Regions from separate parts of the Mus musculus genome. Here all the other regions are linked to region 3. The links are chromatin contacts, called in public Hi-C and promoter capture Hi-C maps. All regions are on one chromosome and are shown on one strand. Each heading gives the region's core, a stretch centred on a gene start, on an enhancer-like site or on the middle of the called end of the contact. The rest is flanking DNA. Distances are from core to core; before and after follow the strand shown.

The links. Promoter capture Hi-C pulls out the DNA fragments that hold promoters and counts their contacts. A called contact is a pair of places that touch in the nucleus more often than the background predicts.
Region 1: a contact with region 3 is called in a promoter capture Hi-C map of liver. The contact joins the promoter of 2610528J11Rik here to the enhancer-like site in region 3. A contact is called at or near these places in 7 of 39 promoter capture datasets (HPC-7-derived erythroid cells, embryonic stem cells, epiblast stem cells and 3 more), 1 of 484 Hi-C or Micro-C datasets (nephron progenitors), 1 of 115 datasets of contacts at active chromatin or transcription factors (embryonic stem cells) and 3 of 9 other capture datasets (adipose tissue, liver and pancreatic islet).
Region 2: a Hi-C map of liver shows a contact between it and region 3, with 4 times the contacts expected there. The contact joins the promoter of Tmem125 here to the enhancer-like site in region 3. A contact is called at or near these places in 1 of 39 promoter capture datasets (liver), 1 of 484 Hi-C or Micro-C datasets (liver), 6 of 115 datasets of contacts at active chromatin or transcription factors (embryonic stem cells, extraembryonic endoderm stem cells, hepatocytes and 3 more) and 3 of 9 other capture datasets (adipose tissue, liver and pancreatic islet).
Region 4: a promoter capture Hi-C map of liver shows a contact between it and region 3. The contact joins the promoter of St3gal3 here to the enhancer-like site in region 3. A contact is called at or near these places in 5 of 39 promoter capture datasets (embryonic stem cells, liver and neutrophils), 4 of 484 Hi-C or Micro-C datasets (embryonic stem cells, liver and trophoblast stem cells), 3 of 115 datasets of contacts at active chromatin or transcription factors (embryonic stem cells, memory CD8 T cells and pancreatic cancer cells) and 2 of 9 other capture datasets (adipose tissue and liver).
Region 5: a Hi-C map of liver shows a contact between it and region 3, with 3 times the contacts expected there. The contact joins two enhancer-like sites. A contact is called at or near these places in 3 of 39 promoter capture datasets (hippocampal neurons and liver), 1 of 15 datasets of contacts at CTCF or cohesin (CD8 T cells), 19 of 484 Hi-C or Micro-C datasets (the G1E-ER4 cell line, LSK cells, Sertoli cells and 11 more), 3 of 115 datasets of contacts at active chromatin or transcription factors (embryonic stem cells and pancreatic cancer cells) and 2 of 9 other capture datasets (adipose tissue and pancreatic islet).
Region 6: a contact with region 3 is called in a Hi-C map of liver, with 2.8 times the contacts expected there. The contact joins two enhancer-like sites. A contact is called at or near these places in 4 of 39 promoter capture datasets (hippocampal neurons, liver and pre-B cells) and 2 of 484 Hi-C or Micro-C datasets (liver and nephron progenitors).

The regions. Positions count from the first base shown.
Region 1 is chr4:118,525,629-118,529,663 of GRCm38.p6, reverse strand. It overlaps 2610528J11Rik (RIKEN cDNA 2610528J11 gene), which reads right to left and starts at 2,389. Exons shown (of 3, transcript NM_025572.2): 1 at 2,327-2,389; 2 at 353-465; 3 at 1-185. The coding sequence starts at 371.
Region 2 is chr4:118,541,202-118,545,390 of GRCm38.p6, reverse strand. It overlaps Tmem125 (transmembrane protein 125), which reads left to right and starts at 1,665. Exons shown (of 4, transcript NM_172383.3): 1 at 1,665-1,791; 2 at 1,892-2,035; 3 at 2,631-2,790; 4 at 3,020-4,189. The coding sequence starts at 3,159. The coding sequence ends at 3,809.
Region 3 is chr4:118,354,659-118,359,108 of GRCm38.p6, reverse strand. No RefSeq gene overlaps it. Among named protein-coding and RNA genes, the nearest start is that of Szt2, 52 kb to the left of the region's middle. Within about 2 kb of position 2,153, at least 11 of the 459 cell types and tissues checked have an H3K27ac peak or open chromatin away from gene starts, as enhancers often do. A contact at or near this core is called in hepatocytes, kidney and liver, where this site is marked.
Region 4 is chr4:118,132,388-118,136,555 of GRCm38.p6, reverse strand. It overlaps St3gal3 (ST3 beta-galactoside alpha-2,3-sialyltransferase 3), which reads left to right and starts at 1,610. Exons shown (of 12, transcript NM_009176.5): 1 at 1,610-2,166.
Region 5 is chr4:118,217,259-118,221,501 of GRCm38.p6, reverse strand. It overlaps Ptprf (protein tyrosine phosphatase, receptor type, F), which reads left to right. Exons shown (of 33, transcript NM_011213.2): 21 at 894-1,009. Among named protein-coding and RNA genes, the nearest start is that of Mir7226, 8.8 kb to the right of the region's middle. Within about 2 kb of position 2,786, at least 22 of the 459 cell types and tissues checked have an H3K27ac peak or open chromatin away from gene starts, as enhancers often do. A contact at or near this core is called in liver, where this site is marked.
Region 6 is chr4:118,498,559-118,502,479 of GRCm38.p6, reverse strand. No RefSeq gene overlaps it. Among named protein-coding and RNA genes, the nearest start is that of Tie1, 11 kb to the right of the region's middle. Within about 2 kb of position 1,524, at least 15 of the 459 cell types and tissues checked have an H3K27ac peak or open chromatin away from gene starts, as enhancers often do. A contact at or near this core is called in liver, where this site is marked.

The DNA of each region.
Region 1 (4,035 bases), core at 1,140-3,639, 170 kb before region 3:
GGACAGCGGGCGATGCCTGTAACTGGCATGGTATCGGCGGCAGAGGTGGCACTTGGCAGCCAGCGCGATGAGAATGGAGAGGACCACCGCCCCCAGCACAACCCCTACCAGCACAGGCCATGCCCGGCCCCCGGTGCCCAGTCCAGGGGCCTCGGTTGATGCATTGATGGCCCCTGAGATGATGGCTGCAGAAAAAGAAATGGAATTACAAGCAGTCGCCTGATGGGACTCCTGGGGGAAGGGGAGGTGGGGAGGGACTGAGAGAGCGTGGGCAGAGAGAGCCCTTCCTCCGATCTCAGCAGCTTAGGGGACCCAAACTGTGCTCAACCATCCACACCTCTGTACCACTCACTTGTGTTTCCTCCAATCATGGATAGACCTGATGTAGGTGAGCCTTGGCCTCTGCCAGAAAAGTCCTGGCTCCAGAGACACCACAGGCTCCAGGTAGCCCCGGGGGCACAAGCCCTGAAAAATAGAAATATAGGGGTTATATAGAGATCGCACCTTCCACACTAGACTCACAGCCATGTTAGAGTACTATAAATGCTAAGACAGGGCCACTGTCCACACCACTGGTCCACGGAATAGACCCAAAGCCTATTCAGCTTTGGGTTCAGCTCTAGAACAGGCTAACAATGGGGTGTCTAATGTTTTTAATTACCATATCTTAAGGATTAGGCACTAGCAGTGTGCTCACAACATCCATTACATAAGTATAACTACTATTCCTGCCTCACTGTTATGCACATAACAGCCCCAAAAGGGAAACCGATTCAGCTGAGGCCCCAGAACTTTAACTCGGGGCTCTGACACCAGAGTGTAGTCTGCCACGCTCCCGGGCAACCTGATAGTAGTCAGAGCAGCGGCAGTTCAATAGCAATTGTGTGGAGCTACCCAGCTCTGGAGCAGACCGCAAGAACAGAACAGAAGAACGAAAGAACATAAGATTGTCCCCAGATAGCCCAAGCAGCCCTGCCTCTCTGTTCCTGCATCAGGAGCCTCTCCTACTACATCCCTCAGGCCTTCCAGTGGAACCATCTCAGAGGACCAACTGAGTATGAAAGGGCCCTGATGAGAGTCATAGCACTCAGGGCTGGGAGACCCTACGGGAAGGGCATGTGAGCTGGAGAAGATCACATATACACGATTAGGCTTGGAAGCCTCGGAAGAAGGTCAAGAGTGTATGGAGAGATGCATGGGATCCTGAGGCACAGCTAGGGAAGGAGGAAGGGGACAGTTGGGTCTGTGCAGTGTCTGCTGGAGGGTGGTAAGAGTCAGAGACATCCCTGGGCAGAGTGGCCGGGCAAGGAACTGAAGGACTCAGCTTTGGCCACACTCCTCAATGTGGTACCCAAAGGATGACCTGACTCAAGATGCACCACCTCCTTCTCCAGTGACTCAGCCCTCCTCCCTGCCCTCTGCCACAGCGGTGTCCAAGCTACCTACTCTTTGTCCCTCTAGCCACCAGCTTCGATCTCCTAACAGGCATCTAGCCACCTCCTATCCACTCGGGAAGCCAACCAGAGCCTATGACTACAGCTCCCCGACATGCCAACATGTCCTCTTCTTAGGTGTGGGGGACTCAAAACCCAGCACGAGACCCCGAGACCAAGCATGTTCACTTCTGGGCTCTCATTCAAATCAGAGTTTTCATTCAAATCAGACCTTCCGGCTGGTGAGGTTGCTCCAGGGTCCACAGGTGACCTCTGACTCCTCAGCATCCAGTCAGAACTGGCCATTACCAGCCACACACTTCCCTGAGGCAGAGGGCTGGGTAGGCTGTGTAGGCTGGGTAGGCCTATGGTTGGGGGCTGGGAAGCTGGGTTTCTGGGCTTAGTGCACCAGGCTTGTAAAGTGAATTCAGGGGTGTGGGGAGAGATTGTATGGGGAAAGGGAAGCCTCAGAAACGGATCGTGCCTAGTTGACTCATTCATTCCCAGGAAACCTCTGGTTGCCTTCTGGGCCCTCTCTCGAGGCAGTCAGTATTCAAAAGACAAGAGTTTGTTATACTACCATGAGTTCATTTAGACTTTTCAAAGGTTTTATACCCGTTCCCTTTCTCCCCTGCCCTGCTCTGTGAATTCTTCCCAAAGACATAGGCAAAGTCACATCCCAAATGCCTCTGTACTCACAACCCACACCTGTCTGCCCATCCCCCTCCAACTGTCATTTCACAACCCACAACACAGTAATGCACACCCCTCAGATCTGCAGATACACACACTCAACTGGATCTAGTTTCTCTGCTGCACGCAGGAGCCCTTATGGATCAAAAGAGGCCTGAGCACCCTCTCCCACGACCCCAACGTCCCCTTTCCGCTCCCACCTTCAGACACTTTGCACAGTCCGTGGAGGTGGCTTCCGGCTGAGACTGCTGAACCTGGACAGGTGGGAGGGCCAGAGCAGGCGCTTGACTCACCTGGAACACTGGCTAGGTGGGCGGGGCGGAAGTGCAGGTGAAGGGAAGGCGGGGCACCAGCCAGGATTTGCAGCGTCCTCAGCAGGGAGGACTCACTCTAACACATTGAGGGGGCAGTAGGCTTGTTCCCTCCCCCACAGCTGCGGATTAGTGCAACTGGAATGCAGAAGGGGTCCAGCCTGTCTCCAAAAGGACAGATCTCAGCAGGCACCCCTACCAGCCCTGATAAACAAGTGGATTTCCAGTGCCGGTACAAAGTTCAAAGTTGAAGCCGGGAGTTTTACAGACCTGCAAAGGCAACAAGCCAGATGGTACCATGAGGGGAGAGAGCAATGAACAGTCTTCCCAGGCAGAGCCTGAGGAAACCAAGCTTGCTCCAGACTTCCCTGAAAAGTGCTAGCACACGGTGCGCGTGCACCTGTGTGTGTGTGTACACTGAAGTATCTACTCAAGGGGTTCAAACCTTTCTTCAGGTCTCCTGGTCCCCTTGACTTGACTTGCCAGACCCTTGGCCCTCTCTCTTCTTTCTCTTTGCCTCTATCCTGAGGACGGATGTCTCATTTCCTTCAAGATACAGCTCAGGGTCACCTCTACCCTGGCCAGCAGAGTCCGGGACACTCTTGGTTCAGTGTTTGTCAGGAACTTGGCCTCATTCCCACCCAACCTGCCTCCTAGCTACCTGGATGGTCTGTCTTCCCAGGGTAGAAGACAGTGTCAGAGGCACTCTGGGCTCTCATTACCCAGCACAGTACCCGAGGCTGGACACCACAGGACCAGGAGGTCACAGCTGGAGAGGGGGCTGCCCAGAGCGGTTGCCAAAGAAAAGTTCTGTGATGTCCTCTGTTTACTGACAAAGGGCTGCGGCGAGAAGGAAAGTGAGCAGGAACCGGAAGGGTTAATAACTTACAGGGTGCAGGCCTATGAAAATCTGTTTTATCTTCCTGAGAATGTGTTAAGACATTGAGTGGTAGGCATTGCCTGCAGCCCTGGCTTATCCAGAAGCCATGGTTGCTTCTCCATGCAGACAATTGGCCTATCCCAAAGCCCTTCCCAGTTGGGAGCAGTAGCCCTTTCCTCTTGCCTATAGCCTTAAACTGAATGCCTGTCTTAATATCCATTATTAAGTCCTGTGGCTTTTTAGGTCACTCCTGCATTTTTCCTTCCCACAACTGCTACCTAGCCTAGACTGGGACGCTGGTAGGGGGTGTGGCTAAGTGTAAGTTTAATTTTATTTTGAAAGAGTATCTGTGTGGTCCAAGCTGTCCTGGGAAGATGTCTTCCTCTTTCTGTTTCCTAAGTGTTGGAGTTAAAGGCACGTGCCGTCACAGTCTGTCTTGAGAGTTCTTGTTTTGTTTTGTTTTGCTTTGCTTCAGCAGGGGCATGGTGGCATGGTCTGCAGGCTGGGAGTTGGTGTACAAGGCCTGGAGTCTCTAAGGATGAAGTCCCACTTCACTGGTAAGAGCCCCTTGACACAGTAACTCCCACCCTTCCCACGTCACTGGGCCCCTTTCCACTCTACTCTGTGCCCCAGCTCACCTCCTTTCTTTGCCCAGACCCTGCAATGCTCCCTTTTCCCGGGCTCTGCACACTGTGACCCCAACTTTCCAACGCCGACA
Region 2 (4,189 bases), core at 416-2,915, 190 kb before region 3:
TGTGCCCTGATCTGGGGAAGATTGACTTGGATTTCATTCTGTTGTTTGGGATTTTTGGTGGTGCTGCTGCTGCTGCTGCTGCTGGTAGTGGTTTGTTTAGTTTTTTAAATACACATCAAATGCAGAGAGAAGAACATACTAACATATAGTTTACAGAAGGGGTAGGACAGAAGATGTGGGACAAACTGTACATTCTCCAACCAGTCACCCTCTGCCCACTTGGGGCATGGTGTCTAGGACCCAGACTTGCTGATTAGAAGCAGAGCCCTGAACCATATCCCGGTTCCACCTTGAACACCCCTGTGGACACCCAGCATTGTCCAAATGCATCCCTGAGGCCCTCCAGGACCACACAGCCTGGGCCCAACTTGTCCTTCTGGTTTCATCCCAAAAGCTCAAAGGTCAAAATAGTCACACCGTCAGTCAGTTCACACTTTTATTTAGCCAGCCACTCAACAAACATTTATCGATTACCCTACGCGTACAGGCTACCGCTGGCTGCTGAGGTCATGGTGGTTAGTAAACTAGTACTTATCCCTGCAGTGGCTGGGGATACACCTCTGGGTCAGGGGTGAAAGCTAACTAACTAAAGATCTGTTGCGAATGAATATGGAAGAAACACGGGTCGTGAGTGCAGTCGGATCAGCCAGATCAGCCAAGGCATTTCAGCTCAATGATTCAAGTTGGCCAGACTCGGCCAGAGAGAGGCCGGAGGTAGGTGGGGGACAGTCCAGCTGAAGGGCAAGGGCTTCTTTTGCCTTGTCAAGAGTTGTGAAACTTATCCAACTGTCCAGCTCCAGCTGTCTACCTGAAAGGCCTCTACCCACTCATGGGGCAGGCTAATCCTGCCACTCACTTGAGGCCTCAAGGAAAATAAACAAAGGGCTTATTGGGGGAAAGCCTAAGACAGAGCTGGAGCTAGGTTTGGGGTATCGCTGATGCTGGACGCTGGGGCTGAGGATACAGTGGGATTCAGAACTAAAGTCCAGAATCAGCTGGAATGAGGAGGTTTCAGGCCAGTTGGAACCTCCTACTGGCTCTCCTCCTGCCTCAGCCTCTCAGGGTGCAAAGATTGCAGGCCTGGCTGTAGATCTTCGGGGAGGGGCTGAAGGTAAAATTAAGTTGGAGTTGTGGGGTGGGCTAGGGCTCAGACTGGGGCAGAGGGCCAGCATTCTTTCCTCCTGCTGACCCAATCTGCATATTGTGTTTCAGACCTACCAGCAGCGGACAGAAGCCCCTCCCTTCCCAGGAATGTCTCAGCCCCACTGAAGTCGCAGGGCCACGTCAGCCAATTGGCTCAGGCCCTGCCCTGGAAACAGCACCTGTTAATCCCCCCCTCCTTCCAGCTCACCTGGGTGCAGGTTAGGCAGGTGAAGCGTCTCCCCGGAAACAGACCTAGAGCGCCCAACCTGCTGGGTCCTGCCTGCTCAAATCGGATTCAGCACAGCCAGGCGTCCCGTGAGTGCCCCATACGCCCCACCCCCACCTTTTTCACGGGTTCTACTACCGGGAACCTCCACCCACGCTGGGGTCGTTCCCCAATAGACGGTGTCAGCACCTTCAGATGAGCAAGCCACAGTCCTGAGGAATGCTGGGACAGACTCCGCCCACGGTCCCTCCCCCAACCACCCTTGGGGCGTGGGCATTTACCCCACCCACCTTGCGTGCCAGGCAACCTCTCTGCAAAGGGCAGAGCGGTCCCCTACTCTGTCTCGTTGGAGTAAAAACGTGGTCTCGGCAGTGTGGTCCATGTGGGTTCTGATTCACCCCGAGTCTCTCTGGCTCAAAAAAGTATGTTTTGAGCTCCTTTGCCCCGTGGGAAGTCTAAAAGGAGTATGTTAGATGACTTCTCCCACTCCTCAGAATTAACTTCTCTGTCCTCACTTTTCAGAAAAAGCCTCTAAGAGGTGAGCTGGGGCTTCCCTGCCCCACTCCCGTCCCTCCTGGACTCGCAGCTGACACCTACAGGATCGGTCTCTCCTGCTGCCGGAAGTTGGGTTCCTTGCCGGCAGTGCTAGCTTTATTTTTACCTGATGTGAGTCATGCCGCCTGTCTTGTAGGGAACAGGTTAAATGAGTAACACTGTTAGATCCCTCCCCACATTCCCACGATGGGAAGGACTAGGCTGCGGTTCAAATCCTGAGTCCTCCTTTTGCTGCCTTAGAGAACACGTGGAGCCGTTTAGCAGGGGATGGACCCGTGGGGAGCAGGCAGGTTCTGGATGAGCGCCGAGAACAGGACTGGATAGAGATATGTTTAGAGGCAAGAGACAGCCCCTGGGGCCATGGATTGGCAAAAGCAGAAGGCGCTGAGGAGCCCCCGGAGTGGGCCGAGAGGGAGGGTGGGTGGTAACAGCATCTTGAGAAAGGAACACAGGAGGAACAGGTTCAGGGTAAGATGAGGAATTTGGGTTGGGCCCTGTTGCATCAGAGACGACCAGCACTGGAAGGAGAGACTTGGAGCATGCGTCTTCTTTTGCCTGACGGAGATAGGGTGGAACTAGAGGAAGAACGGTGTTAGGGGTCAGATCCTGACCCACAGAGAAGGAAGGGTACAGCCCTATGAGAGAAGGGTCAGGCTCAGCCTGCTGGTTCCAGAAGGGTTAAGTCACCAGCCTCCCTTTCCCATAGCTTCCCCCACCCAGGACCCAGCAGTGACAGCTGAGGCCATGTGAGTCTGATCCTGAATGAGGCATTATCTCTGACAGTTTGTCCTGTCATCCACTGTGGCACCACCAGCTTCCTCCGACAGCCTGGATGGAACAGGCCACCGAGACAGCCTGTGTGAGAGGTCAGGAGCTGGGCAAGGGGATTCTCTGAAGGGGAAGGGGAGCTCTGTGGTGGAGGGAACTCTGTTGGGGTCAGGGGAGGTGCTTTGGCAAGGTGCAGTGCTAGGGTTGTAGCTCTTGGGAATAGGTCCTGAGGACCCCGGGGAAGATTCTTGGGGCCCTTCCCTGAGACTCCCAGATGAGGCTATAGGGCCAGATGGGTGGGAAATAACTTGTGATCCTGTCCTGCAGGTGAGGGTAACCATAGCCTGGACTAAGAAGAGGAGACTGGGCTTCTCGCTGGCAACCAGGTGATGGGGACACAGGGTCACGACAAACACCCTCTGAACCCTGACAGTGATCCTCTGTCCTGACCCTGCCTGACCAAGCCATGTCCCAGCAAGCCTCAGTGGGCAGGGGGCTGCCCCCAGATGTGCTGGCAGAGCAGGTGGAGCTATGGTGGTCCCAGCAGCCCCGTCGCTCCTTGCTCTGTTTCTCCGTGGCCGTGATCCTTGTGGCTGGCTGTGGGGCCGGTGGTGTGGCGCTGCTGTCCTCCACCAGCAGCCGATCCGGCGAATGGCGACTAGCCGTGGGCACTGTGCTCTGTCTGCTGGCCCTGCTGGTTCTGGTGAAGCAGCTGATGAGCTCTGCCGTGCAGGATATGAACTGCATACGCCAGGCCCAGCACGTGGCCTTGCTGCGCAGCGGCGGAGGCGCCGACGCTGTTGTAGTGTTGCTCAGTGGCTTTGTGCTGCTGGTCACTGGCCTGACCCTGGCTGGGCTGGCTGCTGCCCCGGCCCCGGCACGGCCACTGGCTGCCATGCTGTCTGTGGGCATTACCTTGGCTTCCTTGGGCTCAGTCTTGCTGCTGGGGTTGCTACTGTACCAGGTGGGTGTGAGTGGACACTGCCCTCCGATCTGTACAGAGGCATTCTCCGCCCAAAATGGCCACGGTGATAACAGTAGCATCTTTAGCATCTCAGGACAGTTGTCTTCTGGCCAGCGTCATGAGACCACCTCCAGCATTGCCAGCCTCATCTGACAGAGATGGAGCCCTTCTTCCCATGCCCTGCCTCAGTATCCCCAGAACTTGTGGCAGACATTCACAGGTGCACGCATATATGTGTGTCGCCCCCACCCCCGCCATGGCATTTCATGATATGTGATTAGGAGCTCGTGTGCACCCTCATATCCATTCCATGAGAAGGTGAGGGATACCTCCTTGGGGCTGTTTGTATCATGGACTGTCATGCTCTATGCCTGGTCCTGGGGTCTCTAGAGGATACTCATCTGGAGTCTCTGAAGACTTGACCCATATTTCCAAGACCCTACAACTCCAGCCTTGCCCTATGACATCATCAAGGATCTCCACAGAGGTGACTGTTGCCTATCCACAACGACACTAGTGATCACTCTTCAGAG
Region 3 (4,450 bases), core at 904-3,403:
TCAGAAATTGCTGGTTGTTTGTAAGCCTAGAGGCTGCCTGGGGCTGAGAAAAGAGAAAAACAAACCTGGGTATGCCCTGTAGTTAAAACATTCCTGGGAACATCTTGACCATAAGATAAAGGGGATGTGAAGACATAGCAGGGCTATCTGAACTGAGTCAACAACTCACAGAACTCTGACACCCTGCACGTACATGTAATTTTTCTGCTGATGTTTAAATAAGCCAATAGTGTGTCGCTATGCTGAATTCCACACCCCTTACCCCATAAAACCCCCTAGCTTTCGAGCCTCGTGGCCAACATCCGTTATCTCCTGTGTGGGATGCATGTCGGTCTGGAGCTCTGTAATTAAACGACCTCATGTAATTACATCGAGATGGTCCTTCGTGATTTTTTTGGGCGCACGCTGAATCGGGAATGGAGTGGGGGTTTCCCCACTAGGTCTATCAGTTGATCTCAGAAGAGTATAACGGAGTCTTTATAAGTAAAGGGCCCTGCTGACCCGGGCAGCTGCTCTATAGCTGGTTACTTATCTCACCTGTAAAGCCTCTTGTGTTTCTTGAAACAAATTTGAACAAATCTTTCATTTACAAAAACACAGATTTCAAAAATACATAGAATGTATTCCAAAAAAAGAAACAGGCTTAAATTCTTTTCTTTTTATGTGTGTGGGTGTCTTGCCTGCCTGTATGTCTGTGCACCACACTCGTGCAGTGCCAATGGGGCCAGAAGAGGGCATCGGATCTCCTGGATCTAGCTGCCCTATAGGTGCTGTGAACTGAGACTTGGGTTCTGTGGAAGAACAGGCAGTTCCAGTGGGGTTGTCTCCCGCACTCTTTAAATTCCTAATAGCAATGATATAGTGCTTTCTGAAAGGTATATTTATAAGGATCGTGTACACCTCTGATCCCAAATACTGAGGAGACTGAGACAGGGTCACTGTGGGTTTAAGGCCAGCCTGAGGAATGTAGGAAGACCTTGTCTGAGAAAAAGAAAGGAAGCTGGGTGATGGTGGCACAAGCCTTTAATCCCAGCACCTCCAAGGTAGACAGATATCTGTGATTCGAGGCCAGCCTGGTCTACAGAACTAGTTCTAGGACAGCCAAGGCTAAACAGAGGAACCCTCTTTCAGAAACCCAAACCAACCAAACAAGAAAAGAAAAGAAAAAGAAGTTTTATGAGGCTGAGCTCTACCCTCGAGTTTTAGCGCTCAGCCATTAACTAACTATTCACAGGTCATTGCTATCATAATGAAGCCAGTCTACTTGCTGAGCGCTGCAGATGCCCCCAGCCAGCTTCCACTGCTCTGCTCAGCTCCAGCTCAGGACATCCAGCTCAGGACCAGGCTCATCCCATCCTCAAGCCTCGAGCTTAGAGGTTCCACCCCTGCGGCTCAGCCTCAGACCCACCAGCTCACTGGTGCATCACCTGATTTCTTGCCCGTTTGCCGTTGAATTTTCTCTTGGACCTTTGGCTTGTTTGGCACATGTCTCTCGGCTAGAGTCCGATCAGGTTGTGGCCTCTTAACTAAGTTTAGCTTGTTAATCAATCAGCAGGTTTACAATCCAGAGTGACACCCAAGGGAAGACATCTTTATTAGCTCTTTGCTGTAAATCTCACTTGTACCAAGGTAATTGTAATTAAATCCTAGTCGCATCTCCACCTCCTGAGTTCTGAATCAGGAACTAAATGTTCTAACCCACAGTGAGCCACACCCTCTCCATATTCCTTTATGGCAGCAGAGAGAGTTTTATGAACTAGGTGGACATGACTCGCAATTCCTCTTGACTCCCTTATGGCTTTCAATAAAATATGGAGCACAGTGTCCATGAAAACAATTCTCCCCCCTTTTTCCATGCTAGGATTAGAACCCAGGTCCCTGTACATGGAACACGTGATTTTTCACCAAACTACACCCCAGCCTACAAAGTATTTTCTTCATTCATAACTTGATCATCTATAGTTTCTAGCACTTTCTGTCCCAGGCATCATACTAAATTATTATGCCAAGTTTTAACTTTTGCCCAGAGAATTTGCATAGGAGTAATGTTTCATTGTGGGATCAACAACCTGGATTAGCTAATGGATGAGAGCTAAAGTTCAAGGCAGAGTCCAGAGTCTCATCTGGTCATGTGATAGCATCCATCTGTGCAGTGTTGAAACCTTCTGCAGTCCTGTGTACAACACAAGTGAACCCTCAGTGAGATCCATCTGATACATTCCAGGTCGGCAAAAATGAAAGTCCATGGCAGATAGCCGATAGGATTTAGAACAACTGGCAAGCTTCCCCAATGCCAGTGCGAACGGAAATCACTCTAACCGCTTTGGAAAACAATTTGGCATGATCTCTAAAAGCTGATACGCCCTGGATCCAGCAGTTCCTCATTCAGGTGTATTCCCTGAAGAAACATTTGCACAAGTGTGGCAGGAATAAGCCTCGTGATATTCATAACCACATAGCTTACCCAGCAAAAGGCTAACATGGGCCAAACATCCACAGACACACACGGATGAGTGGTAGTACCATTACCGTGTCCCACAGAGAGGGAAAGGCAAAGCTGGTAGCTCAGGCTCAAAATTGAGTTTCCTCTCGTACTGGAGCAAGTAAAGTTTGGCTCAAAGTGAAAACATTAAGGTGATGGTATTTAAAAATCTCAGAAACATCATTTTGAGAGAAATATGTATGGCATGGCGTGCTTCCAGTTTTATTTTGTCAAAGATTTTTGTCTGATTTATATGCATGTGTCAGCAGGTAGGTGTGCACTTGAGTGTGGGTGCCTGTACTGTTAAGACTCGCTGGAACAGGACATGGATACTGGGAACGAATCTCTTCTGTGGTGGGATCCTGGGGTTGAACTTAGGTCCAGGCTTGTGCAGCAAGCCTCTTACCCACTAAGCCTTGTCACCAGCCCTGTTTCCACTTATACAAAGGCAGAGAAGCCACCACCACATGAGGAGATACAAACATCTCTGGGTTTTGTTTGGTTTCCGAGACAGGGTTTCTCTGTATAGCCCTGGCTATCCTGGAACTCACTCTGTAGACCAGGCTGGCCTCAAACTAAGAAATCTGCCTGCCTCTGCCTCCCAAGTGCTGGAATTAAAGACCTGTGCCACCACTTCCTGGCTAACATCTCTGTTTTTAAAAAATGTGAATAGCAATCACAAAGCATGATTGTGTCTGGAGGGGAGAGAAAAAGATGGTACTGGAGACCTGGGAAGTCACCGACATCCCTTCCCTTAAACTGGGTGGGGACAGCCATGTATGCTAATTATGTCTCGCTTCTTTATCGCTTACATATGTTTTGTAGGCACCAATTTTGTGTATCAGTTTCATATTTAATAAAAACAGAACTTTAAGACCTTCTGTGCGCATGCCTACCACCTGCTAGCATATTCTGTGCTAACATTTCATCATCTCAAAGCTTTGCTACAGACCCGGCTTCCTTGCACCGTTTGTATAGTTTGGGCTACAATTACTGTTTTTCAGATTGTTACTGCTCAGGATGGTGATCTGAAGACATGATAGGTGCCACAGTAATTGTCTTCTGACCAGGCTGGGCCAGTATAATATCTGTTATAGATGTTTCCTCCTTCTCCCTCTAAAAAAAGACACACACACACACACACACACACATACACACACACAGAGTACACAAGTGTGGAGACAGCCAGCCCAGGAGAGTAACACTAATGTCAGAGAGAAGAGACAAAGAAGAACAAAGTACTGCGTTTGTGTTGCAGAGGCTCTGTTAGGGAATCAACCAGGTTGCCTTTCTTGTTTCCTCTTAACTTTTTCCAAAAAAAAAAAAAAATCAAGATTTCCCAGAACTAACCTCCTGTTTACCCTCCCAGCCTCCAGCACTGTGTATACTTCAATAAATATCTGAGTCTATCAGTAAATTCATTGTTGTGTGTTGTCTGAATGAGAATGGCCCCTGTAGGTTCATATATCTGAGTACTTGGTCCCCAGTATGGTGGAGGTGTTTGGGAAGGATTAGGAGGTGTGGCCTTGTTGGAGGAGGTGGGGCCTTGTTGAAGGAGGTGTGGTCATCAAGACCAGCAAGGAGGAGGTGTGGCCTTGCTGGAGGAGGTGTGGCCTTGTTGGAGGACTTGTATCACTACAACCTGGCTTTGAGACTTCAAAAGTTTCAAGCCATTCCCAGTGTCTGTCTCTCTGACCCATTCTTGTGGATGAAGAAGTGAGCCTTCAGCTACTACTCCAGCGCCATGCCTGCCTGCCTGCCTATTGCAGTGTTTCTCACTATGATGGCCATGGGCTTTCCTCTGTAACTGAGTACCCCAAATAAACTCTTCCTTCTGTATGTAAAGACCTAACCTTAGGGCACCAGGATTTATATCATTTCAAGAATCTTTATAATTCAAACTACTAGCAGTAAATGGCTGGGTGGCCCCTACAGTGATGTAAAGATTCCAGTGCCTAACAGGGCATC
Region 4 (4,168 bases), core at 361-2,860, 220 kb after region 3:
AGACCCAGTCTTTGACAAGAAGAGGTGATCCTGAGCTGGTGCGAGGCTCCTTTCTGCACAGCCTCCGTATTCCAGCTGGCCTGAGCTTTGTGCCCCGGTGCTAGATGATGTGCTCGGTACCCCTGTAGCCTGGGAGCTGCTACTTAGTATTGGCTCTGGGGAAAGAGAGAAGAGTTTCACAGATGTTTTTTCACAGCTAAATCCTTGGAGCCAAGGAAAGAAGGTTGCCCCTCTGTTCTTCACTCGGGGATTTTCAGGGGAAAATGGCTGGGGCTGAGCGTTCGTGGAAGAGAGGAAAACTTAACTTCCTCAGGCACCCGTAGTTCCTCCCCATGAGTCTCATTACCTCAGCCTTGCTAAAGGACCGGATAATCTCGTGCCTGGTGTAATCCCAGCTCTATGGGAGTTGAGGATTGAATTCAAGCCTTTGAATGTTTGAGGCAAACGTACTACTGCCAAGCTATACCCGACAGCCCTCTCTACTTTTTTGTCCCTAAGAAGAGCCCACTGTGGGATGGAGAGATAGTTTAGCCCTTAAGAATACTTTTCTGGGGAACCCAGGTTCAGTTGTCACTGTCCACTTGGTGGCTTGCAACTGTCTGTAACTCTAGTTCCAGGGGCTATGAGGCCTTCTGGGATACACAGGCACTGGGACATACATTCATGCAGACACTAAAACAAAAACAAAATAAACCAAAACAAAACCCAAAGATACTGAGACCCACAAAGTTGTTGAATGTTTAATCCTGCTTCAGTTTAGAGAGTAGTTAAGTACGTACCACCACTACCATGATTAGTTAAGTCAACCATTCAAAAATATTTTTGGCCTATTATAAGAAAATTCCCAGTTCATAAAAAGCTATGGGACTTTCCCAAGTCTCATAAAACTGGCCTGTGGTTTTGTTTTTGTTTTTTTTTTTTTTTCTGGTGCTGGGGATGGCCTGGGGCTTTAAACTTGCTCAACTTCAAAGTTGGGTCTGCCTTAGGCACTTCCTGGCCAGTGTAGTCTAGTCTGGGTTCATGACCCACCACAGCCAAAGACTGCACTTCAGCTTTTTGCCAAAGCAGAAACTTATGTCTTGTATACCTTGTATAAGATTGGCATCTGAGAGTGCCAAGTTATGTCCCCACCTCCTCTTTGGGAAAATTCTGTATTAAATTCTGCCTTAGGATAATGCACTCCGCTGCAGAATGAGGGCGCGACCTCCTGAACTGGGTATGTGGGGTGGCTTTGTGGCCTATCTGCGACCTTTCTTCGAGGTCACGCCTGAACTTAGCAGGCCTCTTACCCTCACGGGATTGGATAGGGCTTCAGAAGGCGTTCTAGAGGTTACCACCAGCGTCAGGGGCTGACAGCAGAGTGGTGAAGTAGGGACAGAAGACTTCCTCTGGGAAGCAGAGGAAACCTGACCGCAGCCGGGCAGCCCCACGCACCGCAGCTCCACGCAGCGCTCCTCCCAAGCCCCAGCTATAGCCCGGGGATGGGGAGGGGATGGATTCGGCCTCTGGCTTCCATTGGGTCTCCGGGGTCCGGGCCCGCCCAACCCTGCGGCGAAGCCTCGCATTGGCCTGCCTGGCGCCCCGCCCGGTTCCGGTGCTCCCATTGGCTGCTGATGCCCGACCCCCGGCGCGGCCGCCGAGGCGGACCGCAGGATTGGTGGTCCCGCCGCTGCGTCCCCACCATGGCGGCGCCCGTGCAGCTTGCCGCGTCCTGGGCTCCCTCTGGGGTCCCCTCGGCTGTCCCCGCTATTCGCGCTGCAATTGCCTCCGCGCTCTGCGTGCGCCCTGGCGCCACCCGCCCCCGGCCTCCCTCTCTGCTGCGGTAAGGCCTGCCCTGCGTCCCCGAAGCAGCTCTCGGCCGCCGCGCCCCTCCCCCGGCCAGACCGGCCCGAGCCGCGCTGGGGACCAAAGCCCGGGCCCGGGTGGGGGCCAGGCCTGCCAGAGGGCCGCGCGAGCCGGGCCGAGCGCGCCGAGGTCACCTGTGTGCAGTGTCCCAGGCGCGCGAGTCTGAGCGCAAAGGAGGGTCACGGTCACCCGGGACCCGCTGTGGGACAAGCGCAAGAAAGTCCGGGGAAAGCCTAGCGGGAGTCACCAAGAGTAGCGGTTGTCATCTCTGCCTTCCCCGGGGCCAGATCCTCCTCGGAGCGACCGGGTCAGTTTATCAAAGTACGTCTTCTCGCTACCCTTTCTTCTGGAGTGCTTCCTCATTGTCTTCTCAGTGGTCTTGTTTGCGAGAGAAAAGCTTAGTGAGGACGGTAGATTTGGTTAGGCGGATGTCCCACAGATGTGTTTAGACTCCTTTTTACAGTAGCACCCATTTTTATGATTCCTCAATAAATTTAATTTTTGTCTGTTTCTCTAGAGTACGGGGAGGTGGTAAAACTGAGTCACTGTAATTAACCTAGGGAGTGACCGATGAAGGGAGCCGGCTGCTATCCCAGAAAGCAAAGAGTGCTTAACACATTTCTCTGAGGTCCTTTGAATTATTAGCACTATAGATAATGGGCTGAGAAGGAAGGAAAAGCCACGAGTTAGAGTTAGGTTCCTGACATGTAGCACAGTAGACATCATGACAATTCCACTTGTGTCCCTAAACTTTCAATTAAAGACTCAGAGGAATTGGATCCCGGGGTAGTAGGTGCACACCTGTAATAGCACTCAGAAGCTGAAGCAGGAGGATTGCTTCAGAGGCCAGCCTGGGCTACATAGAATAATAAAACCGTGTCAACAAGAGCCACATAGCAAGACCCAGTCTCAAAAGACTGAAGAAAGGAAAAGAAGAAAGATTGGAGGATTAAAAATTGGAGTAAAACCTTATGACCAGATGGGAGTTTCATATAGTCTCCTAAAATAACAGACATTTTGAAATATAAAGTGGTGTTGGTTGCTCCATTTCGCTAATCTGATGTCTGTGTCTCCTAACAAGTTATTAATGATGAAGCAAAGCAAGTGTGTTCCTAGAGACTAGTGAGCTTGCTCACACAGTCAAGCGCCTACTGAATCCGTGTTATGTTTTGTGCAAGGTGTAGACTTGAGGGGAACTTGGACAATTAAATTATGGAGATTGTTCTCTGGACCTCTGTAGGATGTGGAAGTGAAGCACACACAGATGAGAAACTCAGGGTGTGGCCTCTAGAATTCCAAGAGGAGACGGGAGTGTGTTTAAGGAAGATTTCATGGCGGAACTGAAGTTTTTTGAGTTGAGCCACAAAGAGTGGAAAGGCTACCTGGAGAGGAAGTGAGCCAGTGAAAATCCAGGATGCGGAAGATGGCAGAGGAGGACTCGATGCTGTGTGTGGTTCCAGGGCTTTCTTAGCAGCAGAAGAAAGGGAGATGAGGTTGTACAAAAGACAAGTTGGGGGCTGGGGATGTAGTTCAGTTGGTAGGGTCCTTGTCTAGCATGCAAGGAGCCCTATGTGATCCTCTGCACCTTGTAAAACCAGGCATGGCGTCACAGGAGGATACCAAACCCTATGTTCGTTCCAAAGGCCGGAAGTTTGAGCGTGCCAGAGGCCGAAGGGCCAGCTGAGGCTACAAAAACTAACCCTGGATCTTACTCTTAATAAAAAAAGCTTTGAATGTTGGAAAAAAAAAAAGAAGAAGTTCAAGGTCATCTCTAACTACACTGTGAGCTTGAGGCTAGCCTAGTGACCCTGTTGTAAACAAAAGCAATCCAATGGTGGGTTAGAGAAACACCTTTGTCCTATGGGGATCAAAGGCTAGACCAATCGCCATGAGGACCTGGACCCGGCAGGAAAGATACCATGAGTAGCACTTAGATGGGGATGTCACTTCTGTAGCTGCCTTGAGCTGGAATCCACGTTGCCTCTTGCTTTCAGTTACCAGCCAGCTTCGTGCAGTTAGTGACAGGTCCCAGGGCTGCCACCACACTGCTCTGACATTGATTTTTTTTCAGCTCTTACAGTCATCACACAGGTTGGGGCCTGGTGTTTCTGGGAATTGCCCCAGAATCCCCTGAACATGTGTCCCCCCTCCCCCTTCTGTTAGACCTCACCCACCGTTACAGATAGGCACGCCACTTTTCCGGCTTTCAGGGCTCTCTATTGGGTTAGGCCGAGGGCAGCCTGGCATCTGCGGGTTATTGGCATGCCCTTTGTTAAAGCCCTTTCCAGGTCCCTTCATCCATTTGTTTGGTTGCTTAAGCTCC
Region 5 (4,243 bases), core at 1,537-4,036, 140 kb after region 3:
AGGAAGGGGTGGAGCTCTGACCAAACCCTCTTAGCCTGTGGCTTTAATCAGCAACCTGCCTGCTCAGCACAGGAGGCTTCTCCAGTTCTGGATGGATCCTCATGGGCACGAGGGGGCAGTCTCGATCACATTCAATGTCAGTCCAACTCTGTCCCTTCCGCAGAAGATGCTCCCCACTGGAGCTGTGCACGCTGCAGCCCCCATTGCTTCCCTGAGTCCACAGAGCTCTCCAGAACCCTCCTTAGGTTCCCATTTCTCCATCCTAATTCCTACGAGAGGCCACCTCTGCACTCGGCAGAGCAGCAAGGAAAGGTGTCGTGATGCAGACACGTGCGGGCATATTTCCAAGTTCTCCCCGGACACTCCTGTGCAGGGGCTGCACGTGGTCCCCAGTAGTCTGTCTGACCCTGTCCTTTTTAGATGGGCAAGGTGACACCAGTGAGAGAGGACTCTGTCTGGCTAGGGCCCTGCTGTTCCTGCCCCTCCCCTGCTACTCTGGACATTGGCCCTGAGAGCCAGGCAGCTGGGACCCAGGCCCTCGTGATGGCGTTTGTGTGTTCTGTGTACCAGTGCATGTTTTCTCGTGGTGGTTTCTGCTGCATCAGCTGGGGTCGAGTTAAGGACAGCAGCCACTGCCCAGCGGTGACCTGCCTCCTGTCCAGAGGAACCACCAGCCTCTCTGGCCTCCCTCCCTCGCTGCACTGCTCCTGGGCCCACTCCACACCTGCCGTCTCCCTGCCCTGTCCCTACCCTGTGTTCTCTCATGTTGACGCTGCTCTCCCCCTGGCTCACACCCAGAGATCCCAGGATAAGGTGGGGTGGTGGGAAGACATCTGGGGCCGTGGGAGCTGCCTCTGTTCCCAGTTTTCACTAGCCTCTTCTTGTTTCTTTAGGAAGAGAACACACTCCCCATCATCAAAGGATGAGCAGTCAATCGGGCTGAAGGACTCCCTGTTGGCCCACTCTTCTGACCCTGTGGAGATGCGAAGGCTTAACTACCAGACCCCAGGTAGGGTTGATCCCTCGGCCTCTTGGCCTCCAGCTCAGTCCCACAGGTTGTCAAAAGACCTTAGTGCACGCTCACTTCTGGCTGCTTCTCTTCCTTTTTTGTTCCGTTTGAATTGACATGATGGGACTTCATGATGGATGGGGGCATCCATATTGAACAGGTGGACAGGCTAGGAGACTTCTAGAGACAACAGAGGTCCCTGTGTGTCTCCAGTCTCTGAATAGATGGACTGTAAGAGACCTCTTGAAGCCCTCAGCTCTGGCACAAGTGGTCAGTCTCAATATCTGCCCTCTGGCCCTTAACAACAAACACACACACACACACACACACACACACACACACACACACACACACACACACACACACACACACACCAGGCTGTGTTAGAAGTGAGAAGCTGTAGCAGACAGAATGGTAGGTGAGGGGCTCATACCTGGCCCTTGATGAAGGCTATTTCAGGTTCACTGTGCAAGGGTGTAGGGTTCCTGCTCCAGGCTCAATACCTGTCCCTTCCCCTGAGCTGCTCTCATGTGACTTCGAACTGTTCCTTCCACCTGGAATATCACTCCTTCCCTACACCCCAGAGGTGTCTCTCAGAGAGCGACAGTCTCTAGCTGTAGCTCCAGGACCTGGCTGGCTCAACCCGTCCTTGTGTTTATCGTGTGGTAGATTCTCGCTGGATGCTTGAGCACACAACAAAGGAATGAGTGAATGAAGTCATGTGTGCACACTGAGGGCTTATGTTTGTGTGAGGTGGTTATCACTGCGCATCAAATTACCCCTAACCTTCAAGGCTTAAAACAACAGTAATTATGTCTTCTCTCTCACAGTTGTTATGAGTCAGGAATTGGGACAGGGCACGGTAGGATACCCAGCCAGGGTAGGCCTTCAGCCGGAAGATTTGAAAGCTGGGAACTAGAATCTTATAAAGTGGGGCTGGCAAATTATGGCCTGGAGCCAAATACAGCTCACTGTCTGCTTTATAAATAAAATTTGCCCAGCACACCACCACACCCATTCATTTCTGGGGACATTTGCACTACAAAGGTCAGTTGACAACTAGAAGGTGGAAGAGAACCCTGGGTGTCTGCAAGCCTTTAGCACTGGTTTTCTGGCCTTTGGTAGTGAACTTTGCCAACCCTAGGGTGGTTTGTTCCGGTGGGAGGTAGTTGGCAGACGAGCTAGCCTCTTTGTGTAGCCTGGACTTCCTTATAGCATGGCGACTGAGTTCCAAAGACACGTGTCTTGAGAAAGTGTTCCGTGTGGACCCAGCGGGCTGTTGTAACCAGTGCGTGAATCTGTGGTTAGAGGAGGCTGCTCTCAGAGGGTGCCTCACTTTGTGGGCACCAGACAGAAAGTTGGGTTGGAGGTGGTTCTAAGTGGAAGCACAGTGTGTATACATCAAGTTAAACCCCTGAAGGGTATTTCTGCAGCATTGGAGCCAAGAAGTGACCGTGACCGGCAGGCTGAGCAGCTTAGACTTCATCCTGACTGACCAAGGGAGTCATTGAAGGTCTTCATCAGAGGAGCAGCAGAGCTGGCTGCTTCTGTGGAGAGCGGGCGGGCCCTGGGGAAGACATCAGGCAGTTAAGTGGTAGGAAAGGGAGGCAGGAGAAGAACAGAGTCTGGGAAGCTGAAGGTGGTAAGGCAGGTGAGCTGAGCTCACACAAGGATGCAAAGCCAGTTCTGTGTCTGCTGCCATAGAGGATATCCAAGTGGCAGTAGGCCTTTGTGTCTGGACTTTGTGCTGACCTCAGGCCGGGAGCCACCAGTGTGAATGGTACCAAGGATCAGGTAGTGGTCAAAGCTCAGAATGGGCAGACTCTCCCGGGACGAGCAGGAAGGGAGAAGGGAACAGGCCGCAGGATGGTGGTGTTATAGGGGAGCATGCAGGCAGAGGTGTGGGCAGAAAGGTTCCCTGTCTCAGGTGCTGGCGTAGTGTGGCACTGAGAGGGTAGGGCCCATAGCTGTGTTGAGGTATAGGACCCAAGCCTTCAGGCAGAAGTATTTCCATGGGTTGAAAAGCAGCAAAAGGGAATGCAGAACGCTTTTCCATATCAGTGTGTGAAGGATGTCATGGGCACATGACATCCCTGAGAAGGGAGGAACTTGAGATTTTAAAAGATTTTTCATTTCCGGTATGGAGACCATCTGAAAATGGCCAAGGTCAGATTTTGAGGGGGTGAGGGCTGGGCTGGAGTGACTTTATTATAGGGTCTCAAGAGGCCACTCAGACCTATGTTGCTTGGAAGCTCTCTCTTTGGGGGAGGGGGACTGTCTGTTACTGGAAGGCACGTGAGCTGACCCACTCTTTCTGTCTGTGCCCCTTCCTCTTGCCCTTCACCTACAGTCCCTTCAGTGTCGAACCGCAGAACCAGGTGACCAGAAAGAGGGTTCCTGAGCTCTGCTCCTGTCCCATTGTTTTCTTTTGGTTTGTTTTCTCTGCAGGTTCCAGTGCCCCCAGTTGCCCGAATATCTCAAGTTAGTTTTCAAAGTTCCCACATTGGTTTGGGGACACTTTGGCTTCAGTGTGTCTCCACTCTTCTACTTCCTCACGTCTCCCCACTTTCTCCTTGCCCTTTTCCCCTTGCCTTTATCCCTTCCCTCCCCTTCCGGCGTCTCCCTTCTCTCTGTCCCCTCCTGTGCTCACTGGCTTCCTCCTGTATCTGCTCTCCCACCCTCTCTCCTTGTCCCTGCCTCCTCTGGTCTCCATCCAACCCCTCTGTGTGCCTCCGTCCTGATCCCTTGCCTGTCTTTGTATCTTCCTCCCCATCTCTGCTTCTCTCTCTCCCTACTTCTATGCCACTCTGCCATTGTCTTTGCGCTCCATGACCATTCCACCCACACACTTGGTGCCCGGGGTGACAGGGTCACCAAATCTCTGAGGTGACTGGCGTCAATGAGGGGTCGGGGTAAGGGGGTGTCTGTCTCAGACAGGTGTGGTAAGAGCCCAGCTTCCACCCTGTTCCTGAGCTCGAAGCCCCGTCTTAGTGGGAAGAAGCCCCTTGCTCCTCTTAGGCAGGCCTGGCAGGCAGAGAGCCCTGTTGTCCCGTGCAGCACCAGGTCATCTGGACATGCTTCTGTGTGCTCACAGTACACACACCTCCATCTCTGGCCTCCCCTGATGCCCAGCCACTGTGTGTTCTCCATTCCTGTTGCCGCCGCCGCATGTGCTGTTGTTTCCATGCCACCAGTGCTGAGTACTTCATGATCACACATGTTCACACATGCCTT
Region 6 (3,921 bases), core at 275-2,774, 140 kb before region 3:
AGAATACAGTAGGGCACAGAATGGTCACATCTCACGAAGAAAGCCAAAACTACAGCCGTAGCATTTCCAGGAATCTCTGTCCTTCCCGTCACCGCCTAAAGCTTGAAATGAGTCTGTAGGAAACAACTCCAGAGAGTCGATGGGTCTCCCGTGTTGCTATGGATACTGGTACACATCAGGAGGACCTGTTGGAATTGCCCATGCAGAGTCTCTTCTCTCTGTGCCACATGCACCTATGTAAAGATAGGGACCATCTCCGAGATCTTTCTTTCCACTTGCCTTACTATGTCACAGCCATGCTCCTAATACAATGGAGACTCCAAAAGCAAATTTAGCCAACTACAACTTCAGTCATTTACCTTACAACCCTCTGACCAATACCCTGCTAGACAAGTGCCACTCAAAATGCCATCCACAGTCCTGCCCCAGGTTGGGAAGCTACAAAGATGGGTTGAGATTTGGCTCTGCTGTACTTATCAATTCAATTCATCATTCAAATGCATGACCAACAGAACTATGCAGACAAGACCAGATATTTAAGAGTTTGAATGAGGCTGGACTTGGTGATCCATGTCTTTATCTCCAGCACTTGGAAGGCAGAGGCAGGTGGATCTCTATGATTCAGGCTGGCCTGGTCTACACAGTGAGTTCTAGGACAGCCAGGGTTACGTAGAAAGACACTTTCTCCAAAGCCCGGGTTAGTGCAGGGGTGAGGGTCAAATAAGTAGTCATTCCTCTCCTGGAGCCCCTCCCACTCTCAGGAGTTCTTCCTGGCTTTGTCTTAATAACTATGTTTGCTCTACTTAAAAACAAACAAGCAAACAAACAAACAAACAAACCACAGAGCTAGAGAGACAGTTCTATCATAACCTAGAATAAAATGACTCAGGAGAGACCAGAGAGATGATTCAGCAATTAAGAGCACCAGCTGGGACTGGAGAGATGGCTCAGTAGTTAAGACTGCTCTTCCAGAGGTCCTCAGTTGAGTTCCCAGTAACCACATGGTGGCTCACAATCATCTGTAATGGGATCCGATGCCCTCTTCTGGTATGTCTGAAGACAGCAACAGTGTACTCACATATATTAAATTAATTAATTAATTAATTAATTAATTAAAATATATTTAAAAAAAAAAAGCACCAGGTGCTTTTCCAGAGGACCCAGATTCATTTCCCAGCGCCCACATGGCATCTGTCTGGCACTACCACTCCAAGGGATCTGAGGCCCTCTTCTGGCGTCCATGGAAACCAGGCATGCAAATGATATATAAACAAACAAAACACTCTGACACTTGAAAATTTTTAAAAGAACAAAAACCACACGAGAGGGCTAGAGAGAGCTGGCTCAGTGGCCGAAACTTGCTGCATAGCATGAGAAGCCTGTGATCATATCCAGGGCACCCACAAGAGCCCAGAGTGCCTATACATGCGCTAGGAACCCAAGTACCTCGGGAAGCAGAGGAGACAGAGCGTGACTGGGTGTGCTGGCCACCGGCCTAGCTCTGGGATCAGTGAGAGACTCTCTGGAGTTAAGGTGGAAAGTGACAGAGCAGGGAATCTCTCATCCTCTGGCCTCTGGCTCAAGTGTATACCAGCACACGGCATACGTGTGTATGTGCGCATGCACACACACCACACACACAAGCATGTATAACACATGTGCAAACATGCACATATACCACATACACATGTACATCACACACACACACACACACACACACACACACACAAATAGATAATAAAAGAATTCACACAAGAAACCATCTGTGGCAGAAACATCCTATTCAGGGTGCACAGTAGGGCCACAGATTGGTCAGTGTGAACTGAGAACCAGTGTTAAACTGTTCTGTTTCTATTTTCAACCTTAAGAGGGTGTTTCTTGCTTCCTCATTACCCAGTCCTAGAGGAAAAAAAAAGTCTCTCCAAACCAAATGCATCAAAGCCCAGGCTTCGGCCACTCCCACAACCCCGCCCCCGCCCCCCGCCCACTCTGCTCCCATGACCTTTCCTGAACTCTTGAGCTAGAACCTCCAAGAACAGTCAGATCGTTAGTCTCTACCTGGAAAAAGTCCACTTCTATTTCAGGCTGCTAAACTGGGTTGGATCCTGGAGGAGGCGGGGGAGCATCTCTTCCTGAAATTGTGGAAACAAATTCATTTTCAAGGAAAACCTAATCCCTGAACTGGAGTGTGCCAAGAACCCCACCTCTGTCTGTGTCAGGCCAGGAAGCCTGGCTGGCCCTGCTCCTCATAACCCAGAAAGTCCACACCTCTCCACAGTGACACAAAGACCCCCAAAGTGTCTATGTGCCCACAGCTGGAATTTCCAGTTTGGGGAAGAGCAGCTTTCTTAGCAGTGAGCGCTCCACCTGATGTGGGGTTGGCCATGCCTTATTTTTTGGAAACAGTGTTTAACTTCTCTCTCTCATTAGTTTTGTCTGCAGGGGTTGTGGAGTTAACCTGACGAGCACCTGTTCATACTCTCATTTGGGGGGGGGGGGTTAATTTTCCAGAGGCCAAAAATGTAAACTATGCATTATGTTTTCACTCTTCCTATTGTAACAGCAGATGTAGTTACAACCCACTCAACATTTGTTTTCGGGGGTGATACTTCATTTGGCACTTGCTGTTTGTAAACTGATGGTATTTAGGTTATTTTCAACATATGTAAGAATATGTTTACACTTACAGGGCACTGTTTTATAATGCAAATTCTTTTTTTTAAAGATTTTATTTACTTTTATGTATATGATTACACTGTAGTTGTCTTCAGACTCACCAGATGAGGGCATCGGATCCCATTACAGATGGTTGTGAACCACCATGTGGTTGCTGGGATTTGAACTCAGGACCTCTGGAAGAGCAGTCGGGGCTCTTAACCGCTAAGCCTTCTCTCCAGCCCCCAGTAATGCAAATTCTTGTGTACACATTCTGCAACAGTTGTCTTTTGTTGATTGACAGACAATTATGACTGTGTTTTCCTTCCCAGTTCCAAATGGGGAGTCCAAGAGTCCAGAAGCTTTGCATGTGCTAACATCACAGCTTCTCAGACTTCCCCACTCAGAAAAGACACCTGTATTATATCTGCCATTTTTAAAAACAGCGTGTTCTCGGGGCTGAAGAGATGGCTCAGCGGCTAAGAGCTCTGAGAATCTGGGCATTTTAGAGAATCTGGGTTTGTTCCCCAGTACCCACACAAAGGCTCTCAACTGTCTGTTACTCTAGTCTCAGGGGCATCTGACATCCTCTCCTGGCCTCCGTAGGCACTGGATACACATGATACACAGACATGTATGCCGGCAAAACAGCCATACACATACCATAAAAATCAAAGTTGTCAAAAGAAAAGTGTTCTTCATACTTCACTACAATGACATCATCCTGAGCCTCCATCCTGCCAGGCAAATGGCCCCTGCGAACTCCAGTGACCAGCTCTTCCCAGATCAAAGGTACCAAGATGGACCGGAATTAAGGCTTCACTTTCTCCACTCTCACAGTCTATCCAGAAAACCCTCTGACTCAGAGCTAGCAAAGGCTACGGTTGTCTTCCTCAGTTCTACTTCCTGCTAGTCTATGAATCAAGCCAATAGAAGAGGGGTAACCCCGATAAATACCTCATAGGGACCCAGCTTCCCCAAGAAGGTAGTTTTGCACCTCCTGGATCCAGAGAACATAACCTTCACTGGAACTGACTAAGGAACAGAGTCCCAGCCCCAGAGGGAGGGCTTGGAACCTCCGAGTCAAGCTGATGCCAGATCTCAATCTTATTTATTATTGGGGGGTGAGGCAGATACAAATTTAACCAGTGAGTCCAGGCTACCCTGTAGCTTCTCCTGCTCCATGAAAGCACCAGCCTGTGGGTGCTCTACGGGGCATGTTCGGTCTGGGAACTAGCAGTGAGGACATGGCATCAAAATGCTGAG